Linked DNA regions of Triticum aestivum: region 1 is linked to region 2. The links are chromatin contacts, called in public Hi-C maps. All regions are on one chromosome and are shown on one strand. The core of a region is the stretch at or near the end of the contact, and the rest is flanking DNA. Distances in the headings are between cores, read along the strand shown.

What was found. Hi-C and Micro-C count contacts between places; a contact is called where the count stands out from the background.
Region 1: a contact with region 2 is called in a Hi-C map of leaf, with 4 times the contacts expected there. The contact joins the promoter of LOC123112402 here to the promoter of LOC123112401 in region 2. A contact is called at or near these places in 5 of 5 Hi-C or Micro-C datasets (leaf, root and an unstated tissue) and 1 of 1 datasets of contacts at active chromatin or transcription factors (leaf).

The regions. Positions count from the first base shown.
Region 1 is chr5B:451,611,643-451,618,849 of IWGSC CS RefSeq v2.1, forward strand. It overlaps LOC123112402 (glucosamine 6-phosphate N-acetyltransferase 1-like), which reads right to left and starts at 2,949. Exons shown (of 1, transcript XM_044533380.1): 1 at 2,182-2,949. The coding sequence starts at 2,933. The coding sequence ends at 2,439. LOC123116405 reads left to right here and starts at 3,127. Exons shown (of 7, transcript XM_044537369.1): 1 at 3,127-3,560; 2 at 3,789-4,001; 3 at 4,079-4,228; 4 at 4,410-4,529; 5 at 4,607-4,693; 6 at 4,798-5,252; 7 at 5,950-6,298. The coding sequence starts at 3,189. The coding sequence ends at 5,220.
Region 2 is chr5B:451,475,169-451,482,250 of IWGSC CS RefSeq v2.1, forward strand. LOC123112401 (transcription factor bHLH130) reads left to right here and starts at 3,998. Exons shown (of 5, transcript XM_044533379.1): 1 at 3,998-4,721; 2 at 4,932-5,446; 3 at 5,551-5,616; 4 at 5,830-5,898; 5 at 6,239-6,645. The coding sequence starts at 4,208. The coding sequence ends at 6,307.

The DNA of each region.
Region 1 (7,207 bases), core at 1,699-4,198, 140 kb after region 2:
CACCTTACCCTTCCTAGGACTGCTGTCAACTTGCCCTTCCCACTACTCACACAGGTATATGCGAGTCAACTGCAGAATATTCATCTACCACTAGGACTTTCTTCAGGCTCGGCCCTTCTCAGTTCTGACTACCCACCAGACACTAGTACAGCACAGGGCGATACAGAAATCATCGTACTGTTTCCGACCTCATCTAACAAGATATGGCCACCTTCTTTAAAAAGACCGCCAGCATAGCTGAGAACGAAATCAAAGAATGAGTTACTGTGGATGAAATAATCTAGCTCCCCGTCATGGGTCAGCATGAGTGATAGATCAAGTGAAGTCTAAAAATAAAGAAGTGAAGGTTCTAACCAGAAGGATTGAGCTGAACACTTTCTGAATCTGAAGCAAAAGTGCCGGGTTGTTGTAACTGAATATTGCATGGTCTGAAAGTTTTGAAGCTTCCAGTACAAGCGCCCATAAAGGATGCAAAGGTTTGCAGATGGGCTTAACTGTTATAAGAACATCTTCTGCCAAGGTAGCTGTATATGTATCCACCACTTGCACAAAAAGCAAAGAGCACTCACGAAAAGAGATAGAGTAACAGTGGAAATGCCACTTCCAAAGAGAGGTAAAATGAGTACTCGTTATGAATGTACCATCCATAAATCTTGTAAACGTCAAGTTTAACCATTTGTCATCGAAATTTCATTCACACAACATTCGGAATTGAGCAGCCCATACGAATGACTCGGTGGGTTCTAAGTGATTGGAGCATTAAAAAAGGGCAGCCAGGTGCACGCAGCTCCCGCTTGCGCAGGGTACCGGGAGGGGTCCGACCACTTTGGGTCTTTTGTACATAACCTTCCCCAGAATTTCTGCAAGAGGTTGTTTCCAAGACTCGAACCCTTTTAACGCTGCGCCAAGGCTCCCCTCTAAGTGATTGGAGCATTCATAGCAAGAATTTCAACTTTTGTGCACCAACCACCCTAACACAGTAACACCATCCTCCAACTCAAATAGTGCCAAAAGTTTTTCTTTTCCCTTTTTTGGTGGTGGGGAAAGATGAGTGCCAAAGGATGGTAGAAGGCCATCTTGAGATTCAAACTGTACAATTTTGTCACTAGAAGTTGAATTGCAAAAATTTAGATGACTAGCATATTCATTTACATAATCACAAAACAATGCTATAGGAAAATTTCATCAAAAGAAAAATAGTGCAGTGTGACAAAGAATGAAGTATCCCTAACATAGTAAACATGATAAGTAAACAGAAGTACATGCAGAAAAACATACTATTCTACAGCACGTTTTGTAGACATACTATTCTATAGCAAATTTCACAGGCACCTTAAAAACTCATTTATCAGTAACCCATCTTCATTTTAGAACCGTGCATATGCAAATACCTTGAACAGATCACCACATCTTCTAAACAATACCAAAAATAAAACGGACAATTACAGTTCCACATGTACCTTTTTTTTGCCGCAGTGAACATTAATTCCACCGTCCATGAGTTTCTGTTAAAATAATCTTCATTCACCAAAATCGATGTCCTGTTAAGTCACACATTCAACAGATGCTAAAATAGTCTGTCTTCTCCTCAAATATTCAGCCATTTCACTTTTTACAATCTCAACAGTGTCCAAACACAGCTAAAATAATTTGCTTTCTTATTGTGTATTCTTAATCTTCCCAGTGCAAATGTGTAATAAAAATGTTGTTACATAACTTTTTTTTCCTGCTGTTCCAAGATTACTTTTAGTACCTTCAAGTGAAATATCAAAATACGGCTCCAGCATGCGTAGCCAACAATACCAGTTGCAAGGATTGACAGATAACAGTTCGAAAAATAAAACACATCCATCCATGAGTTTCTGGTAAAAATAATCTTCATTCACTAAAATCGATGTCCTGTTAAGTCACACATTCAACAGATGCTAAAATAGTCCGCCTTCTCCCCAAATATTCAGCCCTTCCCCTTTTTACAATCTCACCAGTGTCCAAACACAGTTAGAAATGATTTGCTTTCTTATTTCGTAGTATTCTTTGTTTTACCAATGCAAACGTGTAATCAAAATGATGTTACAACATAACTTTTTTCCCCGAGGTTCCAAGATTACTTTTAGTATTTTCAAGGGAAAATTATCTGCAAGCCTGAGACTGGATATTTGGATGTAATCATCTCAATACAACTTCAACAAGCTGTGTTCATCAGAATAACAAAAAATGCGGAACATTTTGACCTGGTAGTAGTTATCAGTGCAACCCATATCGATCACTACCAGTTCATGCAAAAGCAGCAAGGATTGACAGATAACATAAATCTTTGAACTAATTGAGAGCAAACCATAAAAGCGCAAATTATTCCGTCACGTTTCATAGATATAGATACAGGCAACAGCTAGAAAACATCACCAGGGAGAGATCCATCCGAGAAGGCTGAACCTAGATCAGAAGTAGAGCCCCATCTGGACGTTCTTCTCCATGAATCCGCACTTGGCGTAGAACCCCCTCAGCTCCGGAGTGCAGTTCAGTATAACCTTGTAGCACCCCCTCGCACTCGCGTGCTCCACGAGGCGGCGCACGACGCGCTCCCCGAGCCCCCGGCCGCGCGCCGCGGCGTCCACCACCACGTCCTCCACGTGCCCCACGGTGCCGCAGCGGCGGATGAACTTGCGCTCCACGAGAACCGCCCCCGCGGCGGCGATGCGGCCCGTGCCGGCGTCCTCGGCGACGAGGACGAGGTGGTCGCCGCCCAGGGCCGCGAGCTCGGCGAAGCGGGAGCGGAAGGAGTCCTCGGTGAGGGGCGCGGAGGGGGAGAGCTGCGCGAGGAGGTCGCAGAAGCCCTTGGAGAGGTCGCCGAGCTCGAGCGGCCGGATGCGGTACGCGTCGGCGTCGACGCCGGCGCCGGCCTCCGACGCCATGGCTGCTTGCGGTTGTTCCATCGGCGTGCCGTCTGACTATTTCGGCCTGGGAGACGGAGGGACGTCAAATAAGGCCCAATTGGTGTTAGTACCAGGCCCTGTTACATTTTGATTGGGCCTTTACAGGGACTGAACTCATGGGCCGGATCTACAAAGATTCGCCCGTTACACACGTCGCTTCAACTTGGCATTTCGAAAACCACTTTCCCGAAGCCACCCGCCCAAAGCCCCAAACACAGCCGGAAAAATCCCAAAATCGAAACGCGTCACGTCTCCATGGTCGCCGCCCCCGCCCCCGCCCCCGCCGCCGGCGAGGCGACCCCGCCCCCGGAGCCGCCTCCGTCCCGCGTGTCCGTTCGCTCCTCCTCGTCGTCCTCCCGGCGCCGATGCGCCCTCTCGAGCCGTTTCCGTGAGCCGGCGAGCCCGCGGCGCCACGCGTGGGTCTCCCTCCAGGGCCGCCTCGTCGGCGCCGAGGAGGCGGCGTCCGCTGATGCGGCCGCGCCGGGCCTCCCGTCGGACGAGGCGACGGCGTGGGAGCTCTTCAGCCCGATGCACCGCGTCCTCCTCGTCGCCACCGTGGCGGCCGCCTCCTCCCGCTCCCACGCGGCCCGCCGCATCGAGCAGCTCCAGCGATCGATTCATTTCAGGGTTTGCTTCTTCTCATCTCTTCCGTTTCGATCTTATTTGGATACACAGTGGCCACCCAATGCTATCAAGTGCCTGTATAAGTTTCTGCTGTTTAAACGAGTTATTATATGAGATCTCCACCTCCACTAAGACGGTGCACATTTGTATTCTAGCAATTTTTTTTAAAAAAAAATAGCGTGTTGAATCAGCAGTACAAGTGAACAACAAAATAATGTTTTCGTTGTGCAGGATGAGGTGCTGCAAAGCATGCAGCAGAAGCTGGATGATCTGTTGTCCGAGATGCACTCCCTGCAACAGCAATATGTCAAGTGCGACAGCTTCATTTCCACCCAGAGTGAAAAGGTTGAGTTGGTAAGCAGCAAGAAGCTAATGGATGAGGAGGGAACCAGATGCTGTGCGTGCTCACAGCTGGTGACTGCTGCTACTCCTTACAAGACAAAGGTATATGTTTACAAAGAGTATGCTCCCAGAGTTGCTTTTGTCTCCCTTATATTCTCTTATGCTGGACAAATGTGCAGGATTTCTGTGGAATGGATGATGCAAAGAGCGATGTAGTTGATAGGACTAGTGTAAGTCTTGTGGATCATGAGGAGCGCCGGATGTCGGATCTCTCAGACATTTGGAGTGTCGTATCCTCTGTGGATAATCATTTAAGCGGGGACAATCAGGTAACTAAGAATGTACTTTTCCGTGGCGGAAGTATCTATTTTGTGTTTATATTCGTTTATGATTATAGTTTGTGCTGGTCATATACACCTCCATGTTTCCATGGCATATGCATTGTTTATGCTAATGTCAAATGTGCTCTTATCATCATTCTTAGTGATGACGCTTGTAAATTATATCCAGCTAAGTTCACTGGCAGCAGAACAAGAGTTGTATAACATTCAGAAGGAATGTGAAGAGAAGGATGCAATTATAAAGGAACTGACTGCAGCTGCACATACATCTAGCACTGCTGATGCCAAGGTATGTCTTATCTCAATGCTTGCATGCTACTTTGTGGGTGGCATATTCTTACAATATTTTTCTCTTTTTGTGTGTAGAGAATTGCAGAGCTGCAGGATATTCTCAAAAGGAAAAACATGGTGATATCCAAACTGAAGAAAGACATGTCAGCTCTGAAGCAGATGGTAAGCAGTTATTCTAGGTTCTACTGTGTGTACATTGTTATTTGTAAATTATTTTTTTTCAGGTCAAATGCTGACTTCTCGTGTCTTTTGTTTGATAACAATAGGTTGTTGAACTAACAAGGGCTAAAAGAGCATCTTCTGTCAACTTAAATACAGCCTGCTCTGAACTCCCAGTGATGTCAAGCAATATTTTATATGATATGAGTAGCACTAGCCCATCATCATCGGATTCTGAGTCTCCTGTAACAACGAGAGAATGCCTTAATGTGCAGCCCACTGACGGCACTCCCGGAGACTGTGAATCCACAGGAAGCTCTAGAGTATCAGTGCGAAAAACATCTCTTCCTCCAGCAAAATCATCAGTGCGCTCGACTGCCCCACTCAAAGAGAAATGTTTAAATCCGAAAGTGGAAACAAGTTTGGTTGGTAGACAGAAGCAACTTTTATCCTCTAATGGAGACTTTAAAAAGACTAGAAGACAAAGTCACCAAGATTCACGGAATAAAGCTACAAAGAGATGGATGTAGAATCTGGACTGCAAGAACTTATTACCAGATAGGTACACTGTTTATGCTTGAATTCACCTCATCTCATTATGCCACGAAGTTTAGTGTATATCTTACGTCATAGAAGAAGAAGCAACCTATCAAATATGCCATTCTGTTCAGTTCATCTTTTTGACGGGTTCTGTTCAGTTCATCTTTGTTGAATGCATAATTCTTCTCCCTCAATACATTTTTATATCAATTCTTTTTTGTGTGTGGCTGCATCTTTGTAGTTGTCACCCTTCATTAGTTCCTAGTGCTAGTCGTCACTTAATCTTCCACTCAGAAAAGGAAAGGCGTATTTAATCTTACCAATTAGATACCCTTTTTCAAGAACGTGAGAATCTAGCACTTTGATTATTCTGTCAAATGAACACATTGAACTAATTGATTGAGCGAAATGCCTAGACCCTATCCCCTGATACTCTGCATATTGGTTCCTTCCCTGATACAATTTTTAATGTCATTAGCCACCCTGTTACACAAGCCCTTTTAGGACGACACTTCTATGAATTCAACAGCTGCACACGTTCCTTTCTTGTTTGCTCACCTCTTATGTAAGTGCATTCTACTTTTTTGGTAATGATATCCATTGCATAGTGCTTGATGTTACAGCCAGTTATCTTCATTCCCCATCTTTGCTGCAATAGCAGGTAACAATTTCCTCTTGCAACTTCTTTAATTAATTACATCCATTTTCTTACATTTCAGATCAGGAAGGAAGGAAGTTGGTTGGTTAGGATAGCCTGTCAGGGTGATGCTTCCTAGCTCCTGCTGTTGTCCGGTGAAAGAAAATGGATCCATGTGATGCAAGTTGCTACATACTTTAGTTATGTCTGTCATGGAGCCAACCAATCCATGATCTAGGCTCGCCATTGGTATCTTCTCCGTTGTAAAATATGTCATTTGGATCTCAACAGTCGGCATCTCCCTGGTCATGATTCTTGAACCCATCGTTTATAGTATTTAATTGCTGGATTAGTTTATCTGACGGAATCTCGGAGCTCGTTTTAAAATTAAATGGTACTCCCTAATGTGGTTTCTGGTTCCCCATAGCAAAGCTGTCATGGTGAAGTTAGTTGTCTGGTAATGCTAAGAATTTGTCTGTCAGGGTAGCAGGCACCAATAATTGTTTCTGAATTTTGTCCATGTGACAGAATTATTTCCGGATACACAGATCATCGTGCTAGCAAAAGAGTGTTTGCCATACTTTATGTGTTTGAGTGTAGAACTGTAGATTGGGTGGGCGGCTGTGCAGAGTTGTAGTGCTGAAGCGGAGCAACGGTCTCGTGGCGGTAGGACACCGCCGGCTGATGCCGGCAAAGTCATGGTCTGGACCTGGGTTCACATGCTCTCGTCTCCAAATTTTAGCAAGTGACATCATTGGAATTTCGAAAAATAAAAATAAAACTATGCATGTAGAGAATGGACACGATAATGCTCATGTAAAAGTTGAAGCTTAAAGATACGATTTGCAAACTGTGCAAAAATCATAAGGCGGTTCTTTTTTTTAGAGGGTAAAAGAGTTTTATTCCAAATGATTAAGGTTACAATTGAGAGGCAAACGTTCATCTATACGGGGCGGACCTATATCTAGCCACACAGCACTAGTACTCTCCATACGACTATAAAAGCCAATCTATCTGCTACCTTATTTTGCTCACATTTAATCTTTAGTGAAATAAACTCCTTCTCTACTATAAGATGCTTGATTTCAGCAACTAAATGACCATATGCCGACCGGGATAGGCTGTCTCCAGTCAAAGCCGAAAGTGCCTCCCAAGAATCAGATTGAACGATGACCGGGAAGTTAGTGTGTTGGATTGCCAGAGCCATAACTTGCATTGGCGCGTGTAACTATGCCTCTAGTGCATCGTTACAATTAAATAGACAACGGTAGGCCACAAAGATCACACACCCATCATATCTTCTCAAAATCATACCAGCCGACGCCGATTCATCCAAAGGG
Region 2 (7,082 bases), core at 2,748-5,247:
GGCACCCTGTAGCACCGTTCCCATTCCCCTCATCTTCCTCTCGTCCGCCGCCGCCGTTGCACCCTCCTCCCTCTCTTCCAACCCGAGCTCGTCGTCGTCTGCCATGGTCCGACAAAAAATCACGTATTATAAGATGCTCACGCCACGCCCGAACATCGGGCGGAGATTCAAGCCGAGATGCACACTGCGCCGCGTGGTGAAGGAGGCACACTGCGCCGCCGAGCTTGCGACGATGGAGGAGAAGGAGGAGTTGTCATAGGAAGAGGGGGAGCCGGGCGCTGACGATGAGGACGTGGCCAAGGAGGAGGACAAGGAGGCGACAGGCATGGAGCCTGGCAGCTTTGCCATGGTGGAGGCGGAGCCGGAGTCCCAAAACACCCAAGCCACGGAGCCGGCGGCGGCATTTGAGACGGGGCATGCCGCCATCCTCGACTCGATTCAGTCCGAGCGAGAGGTGGTGGCACCTCGCGGACGTGGAGTTGGACGAGTTGTTTGAGTCCCTCTTTTGGACGACGACGACGAGGTGAAGTCGGTATGTGGCCCGCCGCCAATGACTACGAGGCCGATCCGTCCGGCACGGGGGTCATCGACATCTTCGACAACGATTTTTTTTCCTCTCTTCAGTATAGCTCATTTTGCTAATGTATGATCCAGCACCTAGATGAATTTTATGTTGCATGGTGTACTATGAAAATAGGGGTTTAGATTTGAGGATTATTGTTGTATCGACACAGCTCAACGCGTACGCGGGCGTATAGAGTCTGCGGACGTAGAGAGAGTCAAATTTGACTAGTCCGAGATGCTCTTATCCTTCAAATTTTATCTTGCCTGGATTCGATTATCAGATCCTGCCTGTTTGTTTGCCCGAATTTAGTACTCCCCGATCGCAAGACATGTTCAGAAACCGGAATCCATGGCGTGGACAGCAGAGCAGGTCAGCCAGTGATATCTTTTGACATATAGTATTCTCAGGTGTCAGGGCAGCCGCGGGGAGAAGATATGATAGGCTGCCTAGATCCTACAGATCGCGTCTCTGCATTTGCACGCATGTGCTCCGCTTGTGACTGAGCTCTTTTGTACTGCAGTGATTTCCCGTTTGCAGTGAACTGATTTGTTTACGTGTTCACTCTCCGAGTTTTTTTTTTCCTTTTTTGAGGGGTACTCCGAGTCTGTGGCCGTTCGTTTTTTTTTTTTGAGGAAGGTCTGTGGCCGTTCGTGAGTCCACGTACTCATGCAATCGTAGGCCGGACCGGAAAGTGGGCTGAACCGTCAGCATGCGTCATTGGGCCGAAAATGGAGGCTCCGGGAGCGTCAGGCAAAACTCTAGATATTTTCACACTCTCAAAAAATGAACTCTAGATTTTCTCCCTGCTGACTGGGCCGATATCTTCCTCTTTTTTGAAGATTTTTTTTAGCACTGCTATGCACACGACGGGTCCATGCACGATTCACACACGACAAGTCATCTAGACCATTGAATTGCTTCCTTTTTAAAATCTTTGTGGCTTCTAATTAGGTCGTGCACAAATCATGCATCACAGGTCGTGTGCACAACAATTTCGGGTTTTTTCTTCTTCTGTTGGAACACTATTTGTTTTCACTCCCCATATGTCCAAAAAGCGATTTGGGGGATCACAATTTAGCCCCTCCCTTGGTCGACGAGCCTTCGGTTCCTGCCCTCTATCGCTTCGGCGAAGGGTAGGAGAGAGTGCACATGTGCTTCAACTCTTGCGAATAGCTATTATTGGCTCCATGTTTCATTCATCGGTGGTACTGGATAGTAGGTTGCTCGATCGTCTTCGAATCCGACGAGCGAGGGTTGACACTCGATGCCTCCTTGGACGACGGCGGGGTCGACATGTGTCAGAAGGTTTTGGTGGTCTGAATCTAGGAGCAACGTAGAAAAGTTATTAATGGTGGGCAATGGTTCAACTAGGCCCTCCAAAGAGTCAAAATGTAACCTCAACTTCTGTAGGGGGGGGGGGGGGGTCCTTTCTACAGAACTCCATGACATCTGGTTTTCTGGTAGTATTTTGTGGCTTTTACATGTGTAATATTCTTGTCCAAAGATATGCGTGGACATTTATCTGAAAAAAACTTAGATTTCCTTTCACTTAAAGCAAAAAAAGTCTAATGGTTCTAAAAACTAAACTTTTCTGTTGTTAAAGAAAAGATAAAACCTCGATGTTAGGCATGATTTCCTGGAGATCTTTTTTCTGATGCGGCCGAAAACAAAGGGACCATATTGGCATAACAGAGTGACAGAAATGGTTTGGCAATAAGCACAAAGCAACACATTTTGACGGCAAAACAACTCATCAGTGATTCTCTTATATTGGGTTGTTTATCTGCCATTGTTTGTGAAATCTTGACGGTGAAGATGACATCGTACAGAAATGTTCATCATGGTCGACACTACCAAAAAATAGGCGCTGTTCTAGCCTCATGGTATGGCAATTTATCATACGACAAATTACCATCGCATGCTTCTGCCCGGCCAAGCAGTGAAAACACGATGAATATGGAGATCTCATGATCATGTTGAGTTACTATGGTTTGTGTTTATTTTCTCTTGTTCTTGTTCTCTAACAATACATCAACAAATGGAACTTGCAGGGGCATGCGGGTGTGGGGGAACGCACCTGTCCAACCATGCGAGGGCACAACGCGATTTACAAAGACGTTGGGTCCCACACGAGGGCACGACAAGTTTTAAATACTTGGTTGTTGAGATTTATAATTTTGTCGGGCGCTCGAACCAAGTTTTAGAAGTTGAAACTTAAGAAAGTTTTAAAAACTCATCAAAAAGTATTTCAAACGGATCTCATTAAAAGCCTTCATCATCAGAAACATTAATATGCAAATGAAACTTAATTTAAACTTTTGATTCAAAATATATGAAGATTACAAATCAAGAGCCAAAAGAAAAACAAGGGTCACGTGCCCAGCACCTGCATGCTACAAATTCCCTCTGCATCAATAAACGCAACAGTTCAATGCCTCATCTTGTAAAGTGTGACACCCCAGGTAGAGTGTGTTTAACGATCTTGGGGTGACCTATGGAGGTTGGTGGCTCATAGGGATTTTCAAAATCTTTCAAGGCCGGCTGATGTAGTTTTTTGAAACACATGGAATTTCTCTGAGCTCACACTGAAACCTCTAGGGAATAATATTGCGCATAAGAATGGATTCCATATGAATTTAATTGCCCCAATCCAACTACCCAAAGGACTTTCATAGGGGAAAACCAACAGGACCAATTTTTTTTCTAAAAACCTATAAAAATCTTACAATTCATAAAAGGTATGCAAAAAATTGATATGCAAAACGTATGTTGTTTAATGGGTAGTACTGAGTCAGACGAGAATGGGTAAGATGAGTTTTAAGAGCATCTCAAACAGCTCCTGCAAAAGCTTCCTGTAAAAGTGGTTTTACAGTGTGTTACTCCCTCTGTAAAGAAATATAAAAGCGTTTAGATCACTACTTTAGAAAAAGTTGGGTGTTTTCTCAGTTTTCATAAAAACTCATCTAGGAAAGTGCCTTTTTGCGGCGGGGCGGCGGCGGCGGCTGACAGCGGATGGCGGTAGTCGGCAGTGTGGCGGTCGGCGGAGGCGCGGTGGGTGTAGTGGCGGCGTGGCCGGACTCTTGTGGCGGCTAGGTGACGGGTGCTGACGTGAAAGTTTTACGAAAATGATCATCTTTCCGTAAATATGCGATAAATTTTGGAGAATTTACAGGATTCCGTAAAAAGTTTGTGCGTTTAAGAAAACTGCTGGACAGTTTTTTTTCGCTCAACTTCCTCCTTTACGATGGCTTCGGATTGTGCTACGAACACTCATCGATGAAAGAGAAATATAGAGAGCAGGGAACGGTGGCCATGGCCGGCGGCATCATAGGTGCGGGTACCCTAGGACGGATCAAAGCGGTACCCTATCCACGACGGCACTTCCATCGTCGCCCCGGTAAACATCCGCCATTATAAATACCGCCGAAGCTCCCACTCCCACACGCCTAAACCGCTACGCGTACGCCCCCGGCCAAAACCAAAAGCCCCTCTCCCTTTCCGCCATTAAAATACTCGGGCCGGAAGAAACTCCCCGAAGCACCAGTGACCGTGCTAGGCTGCTAGCGTTGCGTATTGGTGCTGGTGGTATCGAGTTTCGTGCGGCGGCCACCGGTGTAACCTTTGGGAGGTGTTGGGTGGGGGATGTACGGCGCGCCGCTGTCCAAGGACCTCAACCTGCCAGTCCAGCACCAGCCGGCGGCGAACGGCGTGCGCACGCCGCCGCAGATGAGCTCCCCCGGCCTGCTGCGGTACCGGTCGGCCCCGAGCGCCATGTTCGGCGACGTGTGCGGGGACTTCCTCCCGGCCTCCGCGGGCGCTGGCGTGGGGCACCGCCAGGGCAGCCCGGACCACGCCGCCGACACCGGCTTCGCCCGCCTCCTCTCCGGCCACCACACCCAGCACCAGCCCGAGATGAGGGACAAGCCTCCCCGCCCCGCCGCCAGCCACTTCGCCGAGGACGCCGCCGCCTCCATGGCCTCGCAGCAGCAGCAGCTCATGTACCAGTCGCAGCAGCAGATGGCCGCCATGGAGGGGCTATTCCGCACGGCAAGCTCCGGCGCCACGGACCCCGTCGCCACCGGCGGCGGCAACGACAGCCTGCTCCGGCAGAGCAGCTCCCCCGCCGGGTTCCTCAACCATCTGAACATGGACAACGGTTGGTGCCTTAACCCCTTCTCCATTAGTCCTCACGAGCTCTCTTTCTTGGTTCTCGCGCTCGCCATGTAGCGGCACTGCAGCAGCAATCATGAGCTCGCTAGCTAGCTGGGAGTAGACAGCTTGAGTAGCTAGCTGCTTTCCATTTCTGGAACCGTCGCGTCGAGCAGTTAATGGAATACTGGTGCTGCTCTACTCCTAAACCCCGCAGGCTACGGGAGCATGCTCAGGGCGGGCATGGGCGGCGCCGCTGGCGGGGGAGGATACAGGAACGGCGACACGCGGCTCAAGGGGCAGCTGAGCTTCTCGTCGCGGCAGGGGTCGGTGATGTCGCAGATCTCGGAGATGGTGAGCGAGGAACTGGGCGATGGCGACAGCGGCGACGACGAGGCCGGCAGCAACGGAGCCGGCTACGGCGGCATCCCCGGGTACCCGGTGGTCGCCCCCTCGGCCGGCGCCGGCTGGGACGAGCCCTCGCCGTCCCCGTCGCCCTCGCTGCTGACGTCCGACGGCCTGCCCGGGCCGGCCGCGAAGCGGCGCCCGCGCGACGGCCCCGCCAACGGCGCGGCGCGGCAGCTGAAGCCGCAGTTCAGCCTGCCGGTCGGCAGCAAGCCGTCGCCGGAGATTGCGGCCATCGAGAAATTCCTCCAGTTCCAGGACTCGGTGCCGTGCAAGATCCGCGCCAAGCGCGGCTGCGCCACCCACCCCCGCAGCATCGCCGAACGGGTCCGTATACTCCACACAGCTCACCAGTCACCACCATGCCATGCCGTTACGTTACGCCTGTATCTCGCCGGCCGATCGATCTTGACGTCGTGGTGTGCGTGCAGGTGAGGAGGACGAAGATCAGCGAGCGTATACGGAAGCTGCAGGAGCTCGTCCCCAACATGGAGAAGGTAACCAACCAACCAATCAATCAAAGCCGTACGGCACAAACGCCGAGGCCGTACCGGCACGGCCGTGGCCCTGCCGGTGCCAGGGATTTAACCCATTAGTAGTAAAAACAGTTGGGCCGCGCATGATTAGTTCTTTCCCCCATTTGGCCCGCGCGCCATGGGAGGACCACGCCCGCCCTGTGACTGATTTTTACTCGCTTGCCATGGCTGCAGCAAACCAACACCTCCGACATGTTGGATCTGGCTGTCGACTACATCAAGGAGCTCCAGATGCAGGTCAAGGTACGTATATGTATGTACGTATGTATGTTCTACAGATAATGCTACATTTTCGCTTCCGGAGACGAGGATAATGCGGCCATTTGCGTCGCTGTTTGTGCGCGTGGAAGCTCGCCGGAGATGTTAGGATCAGCCGGATCTGCCCTGTGAACTGGGGCAGGGGCAACTTTAATTAGGCCGATATCCAAACCACACGCGCATGGCATGCATGCCGTAGCTCCTACAAGTCCTAACTAACAAATTGACCAATTAGAAGCACCTTTTTTTTTATCCGCCGACCATTTTGAATTTTCTCCAAGTTGGTTGCTAACGGTGTGGTCTCTGTTGTTGATTTTTGCTGAAGGTGATGAAGGACGGCCGGGCGAGCTGCACCTGCGCGGCGGGCAGGCCGCCGAGGAGCTTCGCCAGCTGACGGACCAAGCTCGCCGGCGTCCCTTCCCTTCATTGCACGATCGTGGGAGCGGCCGTCGCGGAGCTGAAGACCAATGGCATGCTGTCATCAATCAAATCAACCATCCCATGATCAAGCCGTAAACAGGAGGTCGAGCTAGTTGTAGTACTACATGAAGGTCATTAAAAAGCCCGCCGAGGCCACGGGCCCCACATGTCAGCCGCATTTGCCTTAGTTCTGTAGTCTAGCTTAGGTCGTTCATCTGTGAAGTGTACATACGTGCGTGCCCCGGAATAAAATCTCACTTACACGGCTGATATTTTTGTTGTCTCTTTTCACTGTAAACAAAGGTGTTTCTACGGGGAGTTGAGTTTGTGGCGTGCAGAGTGCGGCCGTGACCGCTGAGGCCGACCGGACCGATTGACTGACTGAATTGGCTTCCCGTGACAGCATCATGCGGGGTCGGATCCGGTGAAGAACAAACCGAGGGTTGGGTTCGATGCATGCATATGTATGTATGATGTCAGCGGTCGCTGTCTCCTGGCCCTCTGCCGCGATCGTCGATCCGCCTCCGCCCCTCGGCCGAAAACCGCGGGCGCTCGCGTCGCGTCGCGTGGCGGCGTACCGGTCTCGCGCGCCTCCCGCCGCGGGTTGCGTTGCGTGGCACGGCTGTTTTTCCGCACGAGGTAGTGAAGGCACGCGTGGTCCGATCCGTTGCTCGGCCGGGCTGGATTGGATTGGAGGTTGACCCGCGCGTCTCCGTGCCGGCGGCTGCTCAATCCCTGGATCGCCTAAA